Regions from separate parts of the Arachis hypogaea genome. Here region 2 is linked to region 1. The links are chromatin contacts, called in public Hi-C maps. All regions are on one chromosome and are shown on one strand. Each heading gives the region's core, a stretch centred on a gene start, on an enhancer-like site or on the middle of the called end of the contact. The rest is flanking DNA. Distances are from core to core; before and after follow the strand shown.

Region 1 (5,871 bases), core at 1,230-3,729:
ACAGTCAACTTTATGTGAAGTTGATAGATAAGTGTTGTTAGATGAAAATTTAGTTAAATTAGTCAAATTATCTAATAATTCTCAACTATCAACTTCACCTAAAGTCGACTGCACCTGAATTTCTACCGTAATATAATAGAAAAGGGAAGAGTTGATTGATACAGGATGTAAAACATGAAAAATTCGAAAATATTTATCAGCGGCACAGGATTTTGACTCCCAATCAAACAAACAAATTGCTCCTATTTTTGAAATTTCTTTAAATTTAATGATGCAATTATAATATTTGTTAATATTTCATTCCTTCTAAATAGTAATAAAATATATCAATCTTTTTAAATCGATCTAAATTAAATTATTAATATTTTTATTATTTTAAAAATTATATTTTTATACTTACAAATATATATTTTGTTTATAGGGTAAACGAATTAATTATAAGTATATCTCATTTACACTATAAACAATACGTGGAGTACGACAATTTTCATATATTATGTGTCTAATCTCGTTTACAATATAAACGAGAGATAATTAATTCGTTTACACGGTAAACGAGATAAATAATAAGATGCAAAAACGTAAATTATGTTTAAACAAGTGTAATAATCCGTGTGATAAGATTAAAATTATAATTTTAAGTTGTGTTGTTAAAATTAATTTTTATATCAGTTATTATATGTAAATTAATTTTAAATTAAATACACTGTTATACGCAAAAGTAGGTAATGAAATGTTACACAATGCAAAAAAAGTATAGCATTTTTTGGACATTAATTTGGTAAAAATAAAAAGAAATAAAAAATAATTAAACATTAAAATATGTATAATTAAAATTTATTTAATTAATAAAGATTATATATAAAGAATGTTTAAGAAAGAATCAATAATAAAAACATTAAACGTATATTAAATTGCTATATATGATTTTTAATGTAAAAAAAGATAGATTAAAGAATGGCAGCATAACACTTTTTGGTAATAAACAAAGGATTTAATTAACACGTATTTGAAAATAAGTTAAAATTACTAGTAATAACTTTTTTTAAAATATTTTACTTTAACAAATATATAATAAATCATAAATGCATTAAAAATTTAAACTTTGTACATATATTTTTATGAAGACTTTTTTAATTGGTAATTTTATCGTATGTCATGTTAACTAAACCCATAAATAATTAATAAGATAAATTGATTAAGAAAACAATTATTGCACATTTAAAAAAAAAGATTGGTGTTTGATTTATAAAGTCATTAAATTTAAAGATAATAAACATGGAAAATTAAAAATAAGTTTAGCTGATATATGCATTAAAAGTATATGATAAGATTATTATTATAAAAAATTTTAAATATTTTTTTAATAAATACAAAAAAATACATTGAAAACTTTAAATTTTTATATTTTTAATAAAAAAATTTAATTTATAATTTTAACATGTATTCTTAAGATATAAATTAGTTAAATCCATTAAAAATGTATAAAAATCACATTCAAATATATAATAATTGTAAATTAGGTGAACAAAGGTAAATCAGAAATTGAGATTAATTAATATTATTCTATTATTTATTATACTGTAAAGTAATTATAAAAAATTTAATTACTAAAATGACTAAGAATTTAATTATAAAAATTAGAATTATATCAATATAATTAAAATGACAAAATATTTTTTATTGATAATTAGTTTAATAATGCATCAAATATTGATTTTATATAATTATAATAAAAATATTTTTTTTAAATTAGTATAATTATGAATTATTCATTAAATGCTAATTATAATATTATAATATAATTATAATAAAGATATTTTTCTAAAATAAATTAAAAAAGATATAAATTAATTATTATTAAATTAATTTTTTATTATTTACGTTATATATCATATATTTGCGTTGTTAATATCATTAGATTTGATCATATTATGATTAGAATCAAATATTTTTTATCATGATTAGAATAACCAGTGTCATTATCATATCATATTATTATTATTATTATTATTATTATTATTATTATTAAAATGATTAAAAATATTTTCAATTGATAATTGATAAGTAGTTTAATAATGCATTAAATATTGATTTGATATAATTATAATAAAAATATCTTTTAAATTAGTATAATTATGTATTATTTATTAAATACTAATTATAATATAATTATATTAAAGATATTTTTCTAAAATAAATTTAGAAGAGAGAATAATACATTCATTTTGGAGAGAAAATGAATTTATGAAGAATTGACACCTCATCTTTATTAGTTAAAAAAAATTCAATTTTAGTATATTAAGTAAAAGTAGATAAGTAAATTACATATATTGATAAATAAAATATTTAAAATATTTATTTAAAAAAAATCCTCCAAATTAAACTTTAGGAAAAAAAAAAAAGAAAAATATAAAAGATTCCTCTTACAAATAACCCCTCATATATTGTACTCAAAGTTCTGGAACGATACGAAGCGGTTGAACTATGAATCCACGAAATTTGTGATTCGATATTTCGATTAGAAACTGTAACTACTAAAATTGAAATTTGTTGTTGAACCGTCGAATCGGTTGAAAAGCAATCGGTCGGACCGAACCAAAATCTGTACGATTTTCAAAAATTTTCCCTAACCAAACTGCAGCACCCTCGCGGCCTCACTCACAAACTCCTCCTTCCAGCCCCTTCCTGATTGAGAAAAGCAACCTCCAACGGCAACCCTAGCCTCCACTCACTCACTCACCCACTCTTAACCAGTTAACCCTAAAGGCCTCCCCAGTCCCGCGATTCATCAACTCATCATCAACACTCCTCAGCCAGCCACCACTAGCTGCAGCAGGCAGCAGCTCCTACCATCGCCGAACTCCTCTCCTCGGCCAGAGCTCGCCGTCGCCACTGGATTTGTGACTGATAGAGAGTGCCGTCGCTGAACGTCTCTGCCCCTCACCCTCTTCTCCTCGCGGTGGAATCTCTGCTCGGAGCTCTTCTCGTTGCCGTCGCGAACTGCTCCTGCTCGGCTGTCGTCTCCTCGCCGTAACGAGCTCTGTTCTCGGCGTCTCTCTCTTCAAGATCTCTTTCTATCTCTACGAGGTCATTGTCAGCGCCGTGTTACTCCGAGCTCACTCTGTCACCGCCGTTCCTCCCTCGGCGTCTCACCAGTAGGCCATTTCTTCAGTTTCATCTTTATTTTTTAGTTAGTTTTTAAGATTCTGAGCTGAGTTTGTGTTCTGAAATTGGATTCTGAAGTTATTGTTGGCATGGAGTTTTCTAGTTGTTGCGGTTGGTTCTGTTGTTGGCGAATTTGTGTTGCTGCTTCATTATAATTACTAATTTGGTCGCCGTCTCAGACCGAAGGTCAGTGCTCACTGCTCACTTGTTCTTCGTTTTTTTTTTTAATTTTTTTAATGCTCTGTTCAGAAATCAAATCACATGATGATTAATTGATTATTGAATGTTTTGTGATTTTATTGAAGAAAACCCTTCTACACTCCAATCTCTTTCCTTCGAGTTCAGAGATCAGAAGCTCAACCAAGAGAAAAATCCTAGCCTCCACCACCGCCGCAGGGAGCAGCCGTGTTTGCCACCGTCCGCTGCAGTCAGGGCTTGTCTCTTTGAGCTTCGTCCGCCACAGTCAGTGCTCACTTGTTCTTGTTTCTTTTTTATGCTCTTTTCAGAAATCATTGAATGATTATTGAGTTTACGTTTTTATTGAATGATTATTGATTAGCTTTCGCTGCTCTGTTCTGCTGTTGTTTTGTGTTTTGTGATCTTTTTGGGTAGTGATGAGCTGATGATGTGCTGGTTTGTGTTTTACTGTTTTGTGATTTAATTATGCATAAATTGTGATTGTCTTAATAATTAATTGAACTCCAATATTTTGTTCAAAACATTCCCAACCTTGCTGTCCTTGAATGCTGGAAATAGACTGCTTCTACCTGGGTTGCGGAAATTAGAGCTTTTATTCTAGCACAATAGCATTAATAAATCTAGCCTTTGAATTATTAGGAATCAGGTTATACTAGTGCTAGGAAATATGAATTATGTTCTATAAGCACCTTTTTATTTGGGCCTTAAGACTGACTTTTGTGTGTCATTAAGTTTCACAAATTATGCTGCATTATGACTGGCTTAATTATGAGATTAATTTATTTGTCTTAGTTTAAGGTGGATATATGAGTTTTTAAATATGGTGATATGGTGAAAAAATTTTATTTTTGATTTACTATCTTATTTTCCCATATACAAGTCCTGAACTATACTTTTGTTGTACAGTGCATCCTGCATAGGTTTTTGTTGCATTGAATGGTGCATTTCAATATTTCATACACTTTCGGAGTACTTCGCAAACATGTATAATGCAGCAGTTGTTAGTCAATTAGATTTGGAATTGAAACTCAGTATATTTTTTTATACTAGCTGGGCTACTTAATCTTAGTCTTAATTAAAATATAAGGTTAAGGATTTTACAATTTTTGTATTTCTAATTTTACATGTTAAAAACTGATTGTACTAAGAAGCTAGTTAAAAGCATATTTTTTAAAGCTTTGGACTAAAACTGTATGCAAACATGAAAAGTAGTTTATTTTACTGAAATTGTAGAGAGTTTGAAGAGAAAAGGGTTCATTTCTTGAATGATTGCTGCTTCTGTTATTTGAAACTTCAAAGATATAACTACAAAACGATTTTTCCGGTTGAACCATGGTTGAACCGGTTAAACTACTAAACCGATGAGCTAATGACTAAAGCGGTTCGATAACCGGTCCTGTTCTCAGAACCTTGATAATTTCTGCTGTTACTGGTTTTAGATCTGAAATTGTGGTTGATGATTGCTGAATTATTGCTTGATTCTGGCAAGATTGAAAGCATGTCTGGTTGTTAGCGATGATTGAACCATCTTAGCTATGCTCCAGTGCTGTTCTGTACTCTATATTCTGTATTTTCGGTGTTGATTGAATCATTGAATGATTAGTTCACTGCTGGGTTTTTTTAGTTAAATTTTGGAAAAAGATTTGTTAATCTTTGTTAAAATTGTGCTGAAATTTTGCTAAAATTGTGATCAGCTGAAAATTGTGTTGAAAATTTTGTTAAAAGTTTTTTGGAGTTTCTATTTGTTCATTATGATCAGTCTTTTGTTAGAGAAGAAATAAATTTGTCATCTTTGTTTTTAATGAAGAAATAGGCGAATTGAATTAACTGAATAAACTCAATTAACCAGATAAGTAGATGATCGAATATTTATTATTGGTTTGGTTAATTCAATGAATTTTTTTTCTTTCTTGTGACTATCTTAAATTTCATATAATATAAATTTTATACTTATATAAGTTTTGACCTTTAATATTTGGTTTTTTATATTTGACTCGTGTTGTAGTTAAATGTGATTATGAGATTTTAATTGTAATTATACTTTTAATTTGTGTATATTTAAGATTTATATCAGAATATATTTATATTTTTGTATATTTATTTATAATTTGATGTTATTTTATTATAATTCAGTTATTTCAGTTGAACAACGGTTGAACCGGTTGAACTTCTAAACTAATGAACCAGTAGCTCGAGCGGTTTGATGATCGGTTTGGTTTTCAGATCCTTGATTGTACTTGTGAGTTGTGACTGCCACAGTTTCGGAGTCCTCTTCACTGTTTCTCTGAGGCCACTGCTAACCACTTAGAACCGCCACCGAAACAATCATGCTCTCCATTGCAACCCTCAACCCTTCAACCCCATTCAATCACTCCCCAAGTTATACTGTATGTTGTATCCTCAACCGTCACTCTCTCCTCCCATCCACATTCTCACTACCATCCAAATCGAATCCATATTGCTCTTCCTCCACCAACAGACCCCTCCGCGTGCGTGCTATTGACG
Region 2 (5,294 bases), core at 1,153-3,652, 140 kb before region 1:
AACAAACAAATGCTCTACAATAATAGATAGACATGGTGAGAAGGTGAATAAACCCAGTAAAACTGATAATGATAATCGTATATAGTTTAGCTCCATATCTCCAATATATAGAAACCTTGTAAAACTCACTAAAACATGAATAAGGGCAAGAAAGGAACTTGGATAGTAACAAACTTGCCTACATCGGATCATGGTGGGAGGGTTACATAGGTTATAAGCAAGAAGGGAATAATGAAATAGACAGGCAGGAGATTGGTTAGACCTATTTTGTTTTTCTCTTCCTACAAGATGAAATTGGTTAGAATTCGGAAGAAAGTTGGCACTCCTTAACTTCTTCGACTATGTGTTTCCTTCATCTACCTATACTCTTCAAATTTTCCAGAGATTGAGATTATTAAAAAGTCTGCATTCTAAGAAGAGATAAAAGGAGGATAAGAGGCTCGTTAAAATGTTTATTCCTATACCAATGGAATGATAAGTTCTAAAGATAATCTCACCAAATCCATGAACTACCAAAGAAAGTAAAAAAGTGAATTCAGTGTTTGAAACAAAAGACTCTAAACACAACTATGGCGCACTAAGTTCCTGTAGATTATGTTATTATGCCCTATCACAACTATCTAACCAAATAAATTGGCATAATCCATAAAATTCTACTTAGAGCATTTCGTTGCCAAATGCCAAGTATGTATAGTAAGGATTAAACTGCATCAGGGGAGAGCAAAGAAATCCGACCTATTTACAAATAATAAATAGTAAAATCAGCCTGACATCGAAGTATATTATAACTGTTAGTAATATTCTTTCTCTCGTCTTAATGTTATTCTCTTTTTATCAAAAAAAAAAAAAAAAAAAAAAAACTAAGTAAAAGATCAAAACACATCAACAAGAGAAATTAGATTTACCAAAAGGTAAAGATAGGAGATAACAGCCAAGAGAAGGGAAAGCTTCAAATGAGAAAAGAATAAGGGACATACTAAAATTTTCAACTTCTTTCATAATTTTCCTTATGTCCATCTCTTGATCCTGCATATCATTATGTTCACTTGGAGGCCCATGTCTCCCCCCTACCTTCTTATTCTTGTTCATCTTTCCCATCACTGCTTGAGAAATTGAAAGACAAAAATTGATTAGAAAAGTCACAAACAATTGAAAACTTTGAAACATAAATATATTCTATATAAATCTTAAAAATTAAAAATACGACATCAACCAAAGTCTCATAATCATAGTTTTCAGAACCAAACCAGCAATTGACCCGGTCATACAACCCAATCACTGGTTCAACTCACGGGTTCAACCGGTACACTAGGTCACAAACTCACAATTAAATATAAATATGAAATTACAAAACATAAACTTAAAATTAAAAATTCAAGAGCATGTCTTTACAAACACATTAATAATAATTAAGTATCAACTCTTAGACATTGGCTAATGATGCAAACATAGATAATAAACTAGACACTAATACAAAATATTTTCTCAATTTAAATGAACAAGAGCGCAAAACATGACATAATCAGTAAATTAATGATTAATAAACTAATCAAAAACATAAATTCAACTAATTTTATAAATCAATCCATCAAATACCATTATACCAATAGTCCAATAATGCCTGTGTAACAAGAGTCTCTGTACAGAAACTATCTGTTCTTACAGCAACAAATTCTTCTCAGTGATGATTTTCAGCAACAAATTCAACTCAGATATTTTCAGCAACAAAAAAAATTAGCTCAGCAACAAATTCAACTCAACAGCAACCATAAATTTAGCTCAATGCAACAACAAATTCAACTCGATACAACAATAAATCGAACTCAATACAGCAACAAATTCACAGCAACAAAAGATGGTTCAGTCATGATTTACAGCAACAAAATTGACGGGACAAGGGAAAATTGAAAAAGAGAGAAGAGGGGAATGCAGGGACTCACCAGCCACCATGGTCGACGGCGACTTAGCCACGAAACCGGGGAGAAGGAAGTGACGGAGAAGCCTCGGAGCAAGAATACGACGAGGAGGAGGAGCCCAGGGACAAACTGTTGCTAGCGTCTGCTTTTGCCGCCGATGACAACGAGCCGAGGGAAGGCGGAAACATACAGACCACGAGGAGACGCCGGCGACTGTGAGTGAAGACGAGTAGACGACGACGACGAGACCAGGGACAAGCTGCTGGATCTGGTTTCGTCTGCTTCTGCCGCCGGCGAGAGAGTTGGACAGACTGGGAGAGATGTTGAGAGAGAGAGAGAGAGAGAGAGTGAGTGAGTGCTTGAGACCAGAGACTGTGAGACAGTGAGAGAGAGGGAGAGACTGAGAGACAGAGAGAGGCTGATCTGCGGATGAGAGAAGAGAGGGATGAGTGCGTTAGGGTTCGACCCTTGGAAACGACGTCGTTCGATTTTTTAAAAAGCATGGTCCGGTTCGGGTTTTATAAACCGACGGGTCACCAGTTTTCATCAAAACCGAGAGTCAGTCCGGGTCTGCTGTGCAGGGGCAGCCCGTTGAGTGGCTCGTCCGAAACCGACCAGGTCTGATATACAGCATAAAATCAAATACAAAATGAAATAGTAAAAAAAAAAAAATTTTGTGACTTAAAATTTTTTGAATCAGGAAGATTATTAGCAAGGTTGCAAAAACCTAACCCATTAATAAATCAATAAAATAACTGATTTAATAATTTAATCATCTAATCGAAATTCAATCAATTTAATTAAATATAAAATAAAATTATAAAAAAATTAATATATAATTTTAAATATTTAAATTTAATAATTTTAAATTAATAAAATTTAAAATTTTATAATTTTACATAATAAATTATTTATTATTAAAAATTTAGTTTATAATTATTCTATTTTTAACATTCAACCAATAACACAATTAAAAATGATTTTAGACAAATTAATTCAACAAAATACATAACAATATAATAAAAAAATATACAAAAAATTAACGCAACAGAAAAATTAACCATCAACAAAATTATTTTAAAAAATTTAACAAAATACTGTTAACACGGTTATTTAACAAACATAAACAACATCAACAAAATTATATGACATTAACTATCATAAGAGTTTATTTCAATTTTATATAAAATTAATAAAAAAAAATAACAAAATAATCAAAAACTCATAATCATAAACATTAATCGGATATTTAATAAAGGTTTAATTATTCTGTTGGTCCTATAGTTTCACGAAATTTTTAATTAGGTTCCTATACTTTTTTTTTCTTTTAATTGGTCCCTGCACTAAATTTTTTTTTCAATTAGGTCCCTCTTAACAGTAATTGGCTTAATTTTATAGGGACCAAACTAAAAAAAATTTGGTACAGAGATCCAAATAAAAGAAAAAAAAGTGTAGGGACCAATTAAAAAAAATTTTGGTGCAAGGACTCAATTAAAAGGAAAAAAAAGTACATTGACCTAATTAAAAATTTCGCAAAACTATAGGGACCAACAGAGTAATTAAACCTTTAATAAATGTAGGTATTTTTTTGTGATTGAAAAATTAAAACAACCAAGCAGAAAAGAAAAACAAAGTCCAAAGAGACTAAGAAGACGTAAGCCGATCCCTTTGAATACTCGTCTCAAACTCCTTCCAAGGCATTGGAAGTTCTACATACTGAGAATGCAATCTCAACGCCGTCTTTGCCATGATGTCCGCCACTGTGTTTGCATCTTTCAGAATCAAGCGAAAATTAACACGCCACTTCCAAGTCATGATATCTCTGACTTTAAGCACCAAAGGATCTACACACCCAACATTATTATGAGAATTGTTAACAAGAATGAAAGCCTCCAGACAATCTGTTTCGCAAATTACATCTCTTTACCCCAAGTCTCAGGCTAAAAAAAAACATCTCCAAATTAAATAGCAAACAACTCTCCTTGTAGAATATTGTAGCTCTCTATTATTCCCAAATAGTCTCGTTGCCAATTTTTGTTCCAGTCTCTGCTAACACAGGCAAAACCAATCCGATCACTAGAATTATAGTAACTAGCATCACAATTGATATTAAAAGTACCCATCGAAGGAGGAACCCTACAGCAACTAATCGTAGAAGGAATAGAAACTCGTTGCAAGTCAAAGACATTCTAAAACTCCTTCTCGAAGGCTAAAGCCATACGAGCCATTTTAGATGGAGGTCAAGGCTCATGCTAGTTAAAAATCTCATTGTTCCTAGCTCTCTAAATCCACCACAGACTAGAAAAGAATTTAAAAGGATGCTCTTTGCTATGGGACAAGCACTAGTTCTTCAAATCCAGAGGATGACTGAAAATCTCCAGAGTCTGCCAAACAAGCTGAGCTTTTGGGCAATTCTGAATACAATGAAAAACTGTTTCCTGGCAAGTCAAGCAACTGGGGCAACTATTTTTAGGTGACAAGCTTCTCCTAGGACAAAAAACAGCAGTGGGTAATGCCTCTTGCAGACAAAGTCAAGCCAAGAATTTGATCTTTTTTTGGAACAAACGGGCGCCAAAGCCAAAGCCAATTTCCTCTCTCTCCCATCTAGACATCTTCTTGCAGAGACATAAGTAGTCATTCCGAGCATCATAAACCTTAGCCGGCTCACCGAACCAAGTTTAGCCTACCACTGAACCTGCTTGCACATCCGGGTTGTAGGAGAGAATGCTTTCATACAAAATATGCTGAAAAGGAGAATAAACATTCTCAAGATGCCACTCTCCAACCGACCATAGATCTAAAATATGGATATCTGAGTCAAAAATGTGAACATAATCCATCTCATTACAAAGCTGCCCCCTCGTTCCTCCATTTAGAGAACCAAAAATTGTGATCCAAATCTCCAATGCACCAATCAAAACCATCCTTCAAAATATCCCAAATTTTACACAGACTTCTCCAAACATGAGATCCGTTATCCATAGAACGGCTGAAAGCGTCATCCAAAGAAAAATAGTATTTAGCTGCCAACAGTTGAACCCAAAGCTTGTGGGGATGATGAAAGAGTTGCCAAACTAGCTTCCCAAGAAGAACAACATTAGCACAAAATGAATCTCAAATTTTCAAACCACCAAACTTCTTAGAAGTGACCAACACCTTCCAGCTAATAAGATTCAGCCCCCGACCATTGGCTTGACCTTTCCATAGAAAATTCCTCATCATAGATGCTATAAAATATGTTATACCTTTGGGAAAGAGAGAGACTTGCATAGGGTAAGTCAGAATAGCCACTACAAACCAAATTAATCAAGCAGCGCCTTCCTGCCCTGTTGAGTAAACGCCATTTCCAACTGGTTAGCCGTCTTTGGATCTTATCTA

What was found. Hi-C and Micro-C count contacts between places; a contact is called where the count stands out from the background.
Region 2: a contact with region 1 is called in a Hi-C map of leaf, with 3 times the contacts expected there. The contact joins the promoter of LOC112754799 here to the promoter of LOC112754794 in region 1. A contact is called at or near these places in 4 of 8 Hi-C or Micro-C datasets (leaf and an unstated tissue).

What each region holds. Positions count from the first base shown.
Region 1 is chr16:121,534,442-121,540,312 of arahy.Tifrunner.gnm2.J5K5, reverse strand. It overlaps LOC112754794 (arogenate dehydrogenase 1, chloroplastic), which reads left to right and starts at 2,479. Exons shown (of 5, transcript XM_072219286.1): 1 at 2,479-3,158; 2 at 3,272-3,354; 3 at 3,474-3,630; 4 at 5,500-5,871. The coding sequence starts at 5,694.
Region 2 is chr16:121,677,684-121,682,977 of arahy.Tifrunner.gnm2.J5K5, reverse strand. LOC112754799 reads right to left here and starts at 2,402. Exons shown (of 5, transcript XM_025802574.3): 1 at 1,941-2,402; 2 at 978-1,100. The coding sequence starts at 1,950.